3 separate regions of the Mus musculus genome follow, and regions 2 and 3 are each linked to region 1. A link is a contact called in public ChIA-PET and Hi-C data. All regions are on one chromosome and are shown on one strand. The core of a region is the stretch at or near the end of the contact, and the rest is flanking DNA. Distances in the headings are between cores, read along the strand shown.

Evidence for each region. A called contact is a pair of places that touch in the nucleus more often than the background predicts. ChIA-PET counts read pairs in DNA pulled down with a chosen protein or histone mark.
Region 2: an RNA polymerase II ChIA-PET map of effector CD8 T cells shows a contact between it and region 1, with 83 read pairs. The contact joins the enhancer-like site here to the promoter of Hbp1 in region 1. A contact is called at or near these places in 10 of 39 promoter capture datasets (the 3T3-L1 cell line, the C10 cell line, the HPC-7 cell line and 6 more), 5 of 15 datasets of contacts at CTCF or cohesin (CD8 T cells, the NIH/3T3 cell line, large pre-B cells and 2 more), 5 of 484 Hi-C or Micro-C datasets (the C10 cell line, Sertoli cells, bone marrow-derived macrophages and 1 more), 16 of 115 datasets of contacts at active chromatin or transcription factors (the HPC-7 cell line, T-cell acute lymphoblastic leukemia, bone marrow-derived macrophages and 9 more) and 6 of 9 other capture datasets (adipose tissue, bone marrow-derived macrophages, embryonic stem cells and 3 more).
Region 3: a contact with region 1 is called in a Hi-C map of bone marrow-derived macrophages, with 31 read pairs. The contact joins the enhancer-like site here to the promoter of Hbp1 in region 1. A contact is called at or near these places in 2 of 39 promoter capture datasets (hematopoietic stem and progenitor cells and pre-B cells), 3 of 15 datasets of contacts at CTCF or cohesin (CD8 T cells, the G1E-ER4 cell line and the NIH/3T3 cell line), 5 of 484 Hi-C or Micro-C datasets (the G1E-ER4 cell line, the HL-1 cell line, bone marrow-derived macrophages and 2 more), 5 of 115 datasets of contacts at active chromatin or transcription factors (CD8 T cells, bone marrow-derived macrophages, a colorectal cancer cell line and 2 more) and 3 of 9 other capture datasets (adipose tissue, embryonic stem cells and macrophages).

Annotation. Positions count from the first base shown.
Region 1 is chr12:31,948,634-31,951,925 of GRCm38.p6, reverse strand. It overlaps Hbp1 (high mobility group box transcription factor 1), which reads left to right and starts at 1,681. Exons shown (of 11, transcript NM_153198.3): 1 at 1,681-1,730. The coding sequence starts at 1,716.
Region 2 is chr12:32,167,788-32,171,079 of GRCm38.p6, reverse strand. No RefSeq gene overlaps it. Among named protein-coding and RNA genes, the nearest start is that of Gm40374, 26 kb to the right of the region's middle. Within about 2 kb of position 1,524, at least 68 of the 459 cell types and tissues checked have an H3K27ac peak or open chromatin away from gene starts, as enhancers often do. A contact at or near this core is called in CD8 T cells, the HPC-7 cell line, T-cell acute lymphoblastic leukemia and 5 more, where this site is marked.
Region 3 is chr12:32,093,704-32,096,995 of GRCm38.p6, reverse strand. It overlaps 5430401H09Rik (a long non-coding RNA gene), which reads left to right. Exons shown (of 7, transcript XR_872651.3): 7 at 1-403. Among named protein-coding and RNA genes, the nearest start is that of Gm33111, 14 kb to the right of the region's middle. Within about 2 kb of position 1,650, at least 44 of the 459 cell types and tissues checked have an H3K27ac peak or open chromatin away from gene starts, as enhancers often do. A contact at or near this core is called in the G1E-ER4 cell line, the HL-1 cell line, the NIH/3T3 cell line and 4 more, where this site is marked.

The DNA.
Region 1 (3,292 bases), core at 432-2,931:
TTGGGAGGGTTTTCCTCTGGATTATTTTGAGGAAAACAATGCTTGTGAACAGAATATTTGTGAGCAGAGTATCAATCCCTGCTCACTTGGGCCGGCTATTTTAGAAATAGTTTCCACTTCAAGAGTCCAAAAGCAGAACTCAAAGGAATTTGAAACCTTGTTTCAACCATGTACCAGTAAATCTTTTGTTTACTGGTTTTGTTCTGTAGCTTTCAGGTCTAGAAATGCGGGCAGTTTTGAAAGATGACCTCGAGCTCTTCCCTAAATTGACTTGAGCAGAATTCGTACTCCTTTCTTTCTCAATTTCAGCACATTTCTAGTAATAGGAAGAAATAAAACCTAATCCATACCCTACATGATTAAACACTTCATGTTCAAAGAAAAAAAGCTCAATAATGCCTATAGTAATGCTTATAATGTGAATAGTAAAAATGCCAATTACAGACTGACTGCACCCAGATGCTATGAGCAACCTCCTTTAAAAGGAAGCAACTAACACAGAAAAGCCATTCCCCACTTTTGGTAACTCCCTTAGAAAAATCAGGAGGAACTTCTAGTAGAAACAGAGTGGAAAGGCAGTTTTCTGTCTGAACGCTTAGGGAGGGAGAGACAGTTAAAAATATTCACCAAAGACACAAGTAACCTAGCAACTAACTTCGGACAAATACAGTCTATCTACACTCCTCTGTATTAATTTAAAAGAAAATGTAGGCCAATAAGGAAACATCGCTTCGAATGCCTCAAATTCAAAGCAATAGTCCAGTACTCTAAACAGCTGTATAAATTCTTGAGTCCGATACTGTCTCATTCTTAAACCCTACAGTACATGGCACTTGGCTGTGTCTCAACTAATTCTGGTCAAACTGGACACTGGTAAATCTTCCCCAGTTGTTGTTGGCGGCGTATTGAGTCAAGGGCTGGTTAAGTTTAAAAAAAAAAAAAAAAAAAAATCTGTCTAGCTCATCTGCTAAGGGAGGGCAGTACTGAATCAACTTTTGTAATCCCCAACGTGCTTGGGCCGTGATTTGTAAGTGATCAAGTCCCTGGCTAGCCTGCACTGCTTCCGCTTGTGCAGTCATCTTCTTCCCCTCGCACTAAAACAATACCTTGGCCACCAGCCAAACTTTGAGCAGCAAGCGACTCTGCTGTTTATGGCCTGGAATGGGTGCTGAAATACCCAACCAAGGACGCTCTAGGCCCTCTGGGAGGCCTAAAGGAAGAGAGGTGGCCCTGGCTTTAAAACACTCCTATCCTCCGCCCCCTCCCTTTTGTCTCAGACACCAAAACAAACGAGCTGATACACGTGTCCCTATGACTCTTGTTTACTATCAAGACTGCGTTGTGCGCGTACCTCTGGGATATGTAGTTCAGTCAGCTCCTCCCCCCCGGTAATTTCCTCAGCTAAGGAGCAAGGCTGAGACTACTAACCCACAATCCACTTCGATAGCAAAGTTTGGCTCCCGTCCCCCGTGTCTCGGCAGCAATCCAATCCAAAGCGCTTTCTGTAGTGATTGACAAGCCACCTTCTCCAGTAAACACAAGAGAAAAGTCAATACATGCCCGCCCACCGAGACGGACTACGGCACTTTCCAATGGAAAGGCGGAACCTTAGAGTGGCAGTTCTTCAGACCAATTAAAGACGAGAAAGGTGGACGAAGGCTCAGCCCCCCGGGGGCTTCAGGGGAGGGGGAAGACGAAGCTTGAAAGACTTGGTAATGGCGACGGGTTTGGTAAGTAGGAAAGTTTCGGCTGAGGAGTAAACGCGGCGGTGGGAGTCGCGGCGCGCCACAGAGAGGTGGGCAGCCGTCGGGAAACGCGCAGGCAAGCAGCTGGCGACGCTGTCGCGACAGACGGCCTGCGTCCTGACTCTGTGTGGTCGCGGGGTTTCTGAGGGGTGGGGGGTGGGCAAGGGAGGGGCTGGAGCTTCGGGGCCGGGCAGCGGCCGCGAGAGCGGAGACCCTTGGGACTCTGGGCACTGGATCCCCTGCGCGGAACCCGCCGTCCGGGCCTCCCGGGAGCTCTCCGAGCCTGGACGGCCGCGGCTCCCAGGACTCGGGGTGGTGGGGGTGGCGGAGCTCGGGGCTCGGTGGCGCTCGCGGTGGGGGCCGGCGGGGAAGGGGCCGGGGCAGGGGAGGGGCCTGGCGCTCCGGAGGGCTCCGGAAAGTTTGCCTCGCCACTCCCCGCTGCGGGGGCCGAGGGCGGACGCCGGCCGCGAGCTCCAGCGGGCCGGGGGCTCCGGGGAGGCGAAGCTGCCTCCGGGGCCCGGGCCGGGCGGGGGAGCTCGCGGAGCCGTCGGGCCCGGGGCTCATTGTTACGCAGTTCGAATGAATGGGCTCCGAGGCGCCTGCGCGGTGCGCGGTGGGGCTGCGCTAAGGGGGAAAAACAAGCCTGGCGTCCAGGCTGCGGTCACATGATGGGGGGGAGGGGAGGAAGCGATGAATGGCGAAAGAGGTGGGGGTGGACTTGGCCGGCTCCGGGAGGCGCTGCTCGGCCTGACCCGGCGACTAGGCCCGCGGGCGAGGCCCGGCTCCTCCCTCTGCAGGCCGATTTAAACAAAACAAAAAGGAGTTGGGGCGCAGCCGGCTTCCCGAGCCTCGCTTTCGCGTGCTCCCGGCGCTGAGCGCTCCGGAGTTCACTCCCTGGGACTTCTCAGCCGGCGAAGGCACTGACAGCTGGGCGGGACACGGTTCCTGGCACTTTGTACCTGCTGGGGGGGACTCAGTTGGGCTTAAGGGAGCTTTATTCTCTAGGGAGAGGGGCGGGGGTTTAGGATGGGTTACAGTCGAAGAATGATTTTAGCAATTATAAATACTTAAGTAGTTACAGCGGTGATTTGGAGCCGTAATTTTGTGTTTTGGTTCCGGTGTTTCACCTCTCCCTTTAACCCCAGCTTTGTCGAACCAAGAGTATTGGGGGAAGTGGAGTTACATTGAAAAAAGAAAACTTAAGACAAGTTTTCGAGATACCTTAGGCTTTTGAACATTACTTCAACTCGACTAGTAAATTTCAGAACCTTTTTAAATTTTTTTCTATTATAGCTCCCAGTTTAGTTTTATAAACCTATTTATCTTTTCTTCCTGGGAAAGCCCTTCCTTTGTTAACTTCCCTGACTTAAATACAAGGATGCCCTCTCAGTGTTTTTTTTTTTTTTTGTCATACATTTCTCAAGTGAACTTGAAAGGCAGTTTGTTCCGCTCTTAATATACCGTCAGATTATCACTATTGTATTTTATCTTTAGACTCTGGGCCTGAAGGTTCTTTGTGTGCACCACAATCTGGTCTGTGTATCGGC
Region 2 (3,292 bases), core at 275-2,774, 220 kb before region 1:
AAGATAAAGTTGTAGGGAGAACAATTGATGTAATACATAATGCCTGTGGGGGCCAAGATTGGTCTGGCTCGAAGATAACACAGAAGACACTTGGGCTGTTGTAAAGAGCAAGTGACATCACGCATAAAAATGAGTTTAATGGTCTAAGAGCAATGCTTAAGATCTAGTGGGAAAGGGTCTGGGATAAGTTAATACTGGGAGACATGGGCAGAGCCTGTCTCATCAGACAGCAAAGGACCACCAGGCTGTAAAACTCCATCATTCCTGGCACTCTAGGAAGAAACAGTTGTGCACTTCATTCCATTGAAGAGGTGAGCAGTGCGTTTAACTTTCCTGGCTTCTCCAGTGCTTCTCTGTGTGCACCAGGCCCCTTTGCCTGCTGCAGATCTGTAAGCTTCAGGTTGTAAAAGGCCTGGCCTAAAAAAATTAAGATGAAGAGTAATAAAGGATACCTGATGTGTAGACTCTAGTCTACACATGTGCACGTGCGCACACACACACACACTAAAATAATAATAATAATAAAAGAGAATAAAAATAGTCACCATACTTCTTTATAATAACTAAAATTTGCAAACAGCCCTTAAAGTCTCTCTACAGGAGATCAATTAGCTAAGTGCCATTGAATTAAGAGCTGGGGATGTGGCTCTAATTGATAGTGCTTGCCTAGAGTGCACACAAGTGAGGCTTCAACCACTTGCCCTGAATAAACTAGATATGATGGTGCACACCTCTAATCCCAACGTGAAAGTTAAGGGCAGGAGGACATTCTAGGTTATTCTCTAATACTTAAGGAGTTTGAGGCCAGCCTATGCTAGATACTCTGTCTCAAAAATCAATTTAAAAATGTAAGTGGTGGTAAGTATGTGCATACATAAAAAGTTTGGGAGTATATATATATATATATATATATATATATATACTCACACTGGTGTTTGTTTTTGTTTTTTTGTACTAGGGAATTGAATCTAAGGCCTTACACATGGAAGACAAACACTACCAATAAGCTGTATCTTCAGCCATTTTTATTTTTATTTTTATTTTTATTTCACTATATAGCCCTAAGTTACAGGGGCTTGCCTTGAACTCACACTGTAACCCAGGCAGACCTTGAGCTTGGGATCTTTCTGCCTCAGCCTCCTGAGTGTCTGGGAGCTATAGCTTATACTATTAATAGTGATAGTTTTTTCTGTGCATTAACTTTTTTTCATTTGGATTTGGGGACGTTTCGAGTTTCTTAACCAGGAGAAATTAATATTTTCATTTTCTGGGGAAAAAAGATGCATTCCAAATGACAATCGTCTCTTTGTCTCTTAACGTAGATCATGCTGCACTAAAAGCTCAAAGGGCGGCAGAGGGACTAAATTTGAAGGCCTTATTATCAAGCAGTGGCTTCAAAGCTATTGTTGGAAGTTGGGATTTGAAAACAGGGACCTTGAAATCTTCAGCCTTATCCCTACCTGATGGTGATCAGTCACTGCTAAAACTGGCCTTGATCTCTGTTCAACAATAGCAGTGCTTTGAAGAAGGTGCCACCTGCCACTAAGTCAGTCAGGAGAGTCCTGCTTGCTGCAGCTCTTCCCAACTGCAGACCTGGTGCTGCCTGTGTGGTCCTGCTGGGCTTTCCAGCTCGCATCTGAAGTCCCCTGAGGAGGTGCAAACAGCCTGTTTTCACTCCTTGTTAATGTCAGATTCTTTTCTAAGCATTTGCTCATTAACACAACTGAGTAAATCTTGCTGCCTGCTGCTTTAGTAGGAATTATCCCCTAAGCGGGGCTCGGTGTGGTTCTGAGTCAGGGGGCCTGTGGCCTATCAAGGGATGCAAGGCCACTTTGCAGTGTGGAGCAGCAAGCACCATGTGCCTCTCAGCAGAGGAACAATCGCCTGGCAATCGACCCCAGAATCTTCTAGTTTTACTTTAGAATTAAAATAGCTTCCTATTGTCTGGCAGAAAGCCACCCACCATTTCCGACCATTGCAAGGTTTATGGTTGAACAGTGCTTTCTGCAACCTGATGTGTTTGGTAGGTAAGTCTACACAAGTCCCCACTGCACACACACACACACACACACACACACACCACCTTTCCTCTGCACCATCACAAAGCACTTGTTCTGTTAAGCTACCAGCCCTGTGGCTACAAAGGGCTTCCCCTGAGGAAGTCTCATAGCCACAAAGAAGTACCAAACCCTTGACTACCCCCACCCCACCCCGTTCTCACCCCAGCTGTGCTCAGTCCACAGTTTCACAGTTCTAGACACCAGAGAAAACAGCCTCTCACTTTAAGAGCAACTCCTTCCTCAGGTACTAATTGCTCAACGTGAATGGACACATTTGCCGGCTTTCAGTAAGTAAATAGGCTTGGCGCCTTAAACCTCCAGAAATTTAAAAGATTCTGAATTCTTAACAGAGGAACCTTTAATGGCCAAGAAGCACTTAAGAAATATTCAACATCCTTAGCCATCAGGGAAATGCAAATCAAACGACTCTGAGACTCCATCTTACATCAGTCAGAGTGGCTAAGGTCAAAAACTCAAGTGACAGCAGATGCTGACAAGGATGTGGAACAAGGAGGAACACTCCTCCATTGCTGGTGGAAGTGCAAATTTGTACAACCACTCTGGAAATCAATTTGGCAGTTTTTCAGAAACTTTGGAATAGTTCTACTCTAAGACCCAGCTATACCACTCCTGGGCATATACTCTAAAGATGCCCCACTACAGCACAAGGGTATGTGCTCCACTATGATCATAGCAGCGTTATTCATAATAGCCAGAAACTAAAAACAACCTGATCCCCTCAACTGAAGAATGGATAAAGCAAATGTGGTACATTTACACAATGGAATACTATTCAGCTATTAAAAGCAAAGACATCATGAAATTTGCAGGCAAGTGAATGGATCTTGATATTCTCATGTTGACCCAAAGAAACTAAGTAACAAGGAGGCCCTTAGAAGCAGAAACAAAATAGTCATGGGTAGTGAATGGAGAGAAGGAACTGGGTGAGAGAGGGTGTGAGGAGGGGAACAGGGGTGAGGTTCAGATGTGGGGAGGGGGTGAAGGAGAGGGCTTGTAGTGAGAACAGAAATCGATGAGGAGCATCTCTGGAACTGGCTGGAGATCTTGGATGGAGGAAGCTCTGAGGAATCTATTGAGGTGATCCTAGCTGTGATTTCTATCAGTGGTAGATATGGAGACTGAAGTGGCCACTTCTTGTATCCAGGCAGGACTTCCAGTGGAGGGAAGGGGACATCAACCCACCCACAAAACCTTCTTCAACCCAAAATTTG
Region 3 (3,292 bases), core at 401-2,900, 150 kb before region 1:
TATTTCCTTTTTTCCATTTCAAAACATTTTTGTTCAAATGCTTCTGATGGCTCTCGTCACAAGCAATATTCCTTCGGAAATAATGCACCTTTTTAATTTCTCAACCTAAAATACACAGCCCGTCATCTCCATAGTAGGATGATGCTGTTAGAGAGATCAGCTGTGTCTAGTTGGAGAATTTTTAGGGGAATAAGGGATTACAGGAGCGAGTGCTTCCTCTATTAGTTCGTGCAAAGTGAAGACAAGAAAGAAAGTCTGTAGGATGTAAGAGGTGATGTTACTCCAGCAAGAGTTGGGCATTTGGAAACACATGGAGTTAAAAGCAGTTTTCACTTAATGTGCTTTGTTGTTTCTGCTACAATAAAAATAAATAATAAAAATTCTGTTTTGCTTCTTTATAATATCCTTCTGTGATGGTTTGTATATGCTCATCTCAGGGAGTGGGCCCTGTTGGTGGTGGTGTGTCAGTGTAGGTGTGGGCTATAAGACCCTCACCCTAGCTGCCTGGAAGCTAGTCTTCCACTAGCAGCCTTCAGATGTAAATGTAGAACTCTCAGCTCTACCTCCCTAGGTGCTACCCTGTTCCCACCTTAATGATGATGAATTGAACCTCTGAACCTGTAAGCCAGCCCAATTAAATGTTGTGCTTTATAAAAACTTGCCTTGGTCATGATGTCTGTTTACATCAGTAAAACCCTAATTAAGACACCTTCTAAGGAAAGACAGAGCCCCTCCTCAGAAACCAGCCTTCCCATAGATACAGTGCCCCCCTCCCATCCAAGATAAATATCTGCTAGGAAACTCCATTCTATGCCCTGGCAAGTCATATTCAACCCAACCTTTACTACAGATTCAGACCGGACATTCAGTAATTTCTCTTCTCAGCCATTTATTGTGACACACAGAACAGACATCCAAGTAAGTACAACTTCCAAAGGAATTTTGAGGGAGGCATCTACCAGGTTATTGGGAATGCACCAGGATCAGCCTTCCTCAGAGGCAGAGCCATCTGGGGAAATCATTTTCCTTACTTCCCCAAATCCCTCCTCACCAGGCTCACTAATGTTAACCATCCTAGACTAGTTTTCTCTTTAGTATCCCCATGAAGAAGAAGGAGGAGGAGGGGGAAGAAGGAAGAGGAGGAGGAAGAGAAGGAGAAGGAGGAAGAGGAAGAGGAGGAGGAAGAGGAAGAGGAAGAGGAAGAGGAGAAGGAGGGGGAGGAGGAGAAAGAGAAGGAGAAGGAGAAGGAGAAGGAGAAGGAGAAGGAGAAGGAGAAGGAGAAGGAGAAGGAGAAGGAGAAGGAGAAGGAGAAGGAGAAGGAGAAGGAGAAACGGAGAAGGAGAAAAGGAGAAGAAGGAAAAGGAAGGCCAGATGAGTAGTGGTGCATACCTTTGATCCCAGCACTTGGGAGGCAAAGGTAGGCAGATCTCTGACTTTGAGGCCAGCTTGGTCTGCAGAGATAGTTCCAGGACAGCCAGGGCTACAGTGAGAAACCTTGTCTCATAAAACCAAAACCAAACAAACAAACATCAGAAAACAGAACAGCAAAGAATCTCCCAAAGCAGCCCTTTAAAGGAACTAGTGTGCCCATGGATGTAGAAATGGAACATCATTTTCTGCAAGTCACCATAAGTGACTTGGCTTTCTCTCAGAATTCCACTGTTATGAGTCATTTCCTAGGGGGGTTTAGGAAGCCACTGAGATCTTTCAAATGCTCACTGTGGCCATTCTATCTAAAATAAGAGCACAAACTTTTTTTTTTCCTGGAAACCCTGGAGAACAGAACCAACTCATCTTCCGTGACAACACTCAACTGTTCCTAAGACAGGCTGATAAGTCCTTCCTAGCTGCTGTCTTCTTCTCCTGCTTGTCCATCAAGGACATCGAGGCTGGAGCTCAGGCTAGCTCCCATCTGCCTGACTTTATCAGGGCAATTGCTGCAGCAACTTAGAATACCAGGAGCTTTGATAGCATCCCTCTGTCACTGTCCCTCTTCCCCTAATTCTAAATTCAGACACAATTTCCCCCTTTCTTTCAGAGGTGCCTGAGGAAACAGGACAAGCTAGGCAGCTATTTTGCTACAAAGCCCATTCAATCGTACTTTGAGCGCCTGGAAAGAAGCATGGCAATAATCCATGGTGTCTGAAATACCCACAAAGATGCATGAGGAAGGCCACAGAAATAAAGTGATAGTTATTCCTTAGAAGGCCACTGGCTTTCACACTTCATCAGGAGTGCAACAATAGCAAGGCATCTTCTGTCTGAAGAGCAGCCTATGTGGAATATTCTGGATTATAATCCTTAGCAGAAACATTTTTGTCACTTTCCCAATATTGTACACAAGTGATGTTGGCATGACTCACAGGAGGTCTGTGTAGAGCATGGTCCTGATGTTGTTGGTGGAATGGGCCCTGTTTCCCAATTGGTTCTTGATTGATCAATAAAGATTCCAAGAGCCAATTGTTGGGTGGAAGGAAAGAGCAAGACTTCTGGGTCCCCACAGGCAAGCTAAGAGTCACAGGAAGAGAAAGGGGGATTTTTACTATACTTTGGAGGGAGAAAGGGTAACCAGCCATGTGAGATCTTGGGTAGAGTGACCATAGACCACTTCCCCAGGTGGGAGATTAGAAACGTAACTAAGCTGAGGGCAGATTTAAGGTGTTGAGCTGGGACTAAAGATAACTGAGTAGCTAAAGCTTAGGGAAGATGTAGAGTGCTGAGCTAAGAGTATTGGGAAGGGCTCACTAGACCTTCGAGATTAGAAGCACACAGTCATTGAGCCAATAACGCAAGTTGAAATTGAGCTATGCTGTGTGTCTGTTTTTCATCCGTGGACCCAATAGTCTCTGACCAGGGCTTAAAGCAGGGTAGTAGGAACTACATGCTATAGGTCTGGTACACAATTTTATTCTCAGCTTAATCTAGCTTCTATTCTCTGTGAGAACCATGGGAGATATGAAAGGTATGTTATTTTCCAGCCCTGTGTCATGGGAAACAAGGTATACACATATATTCTGGGTTCCTCAGAGTTCTTTCAAGTTGTGCCACCTTTAATTCCTGTCATCCTCCTGTCCCTTGCCAATTATGCAGCTCTCTAGAAATGAATTCATTGTAATATACAACCTTGCTATCTCTGGAGACTCTGTGGTGTAGAGCCATTTTCTTGTTCAACCTGCAAGACCTTTAATAGACCCAAGGGAAGCACAGCCCCATTCCTGGAGCTAAGAAAATCAGAAGATCATTGCCTAAAATGCTTTCATGCTCCATGCTGATAAAGCCAAGACAGGAAGCA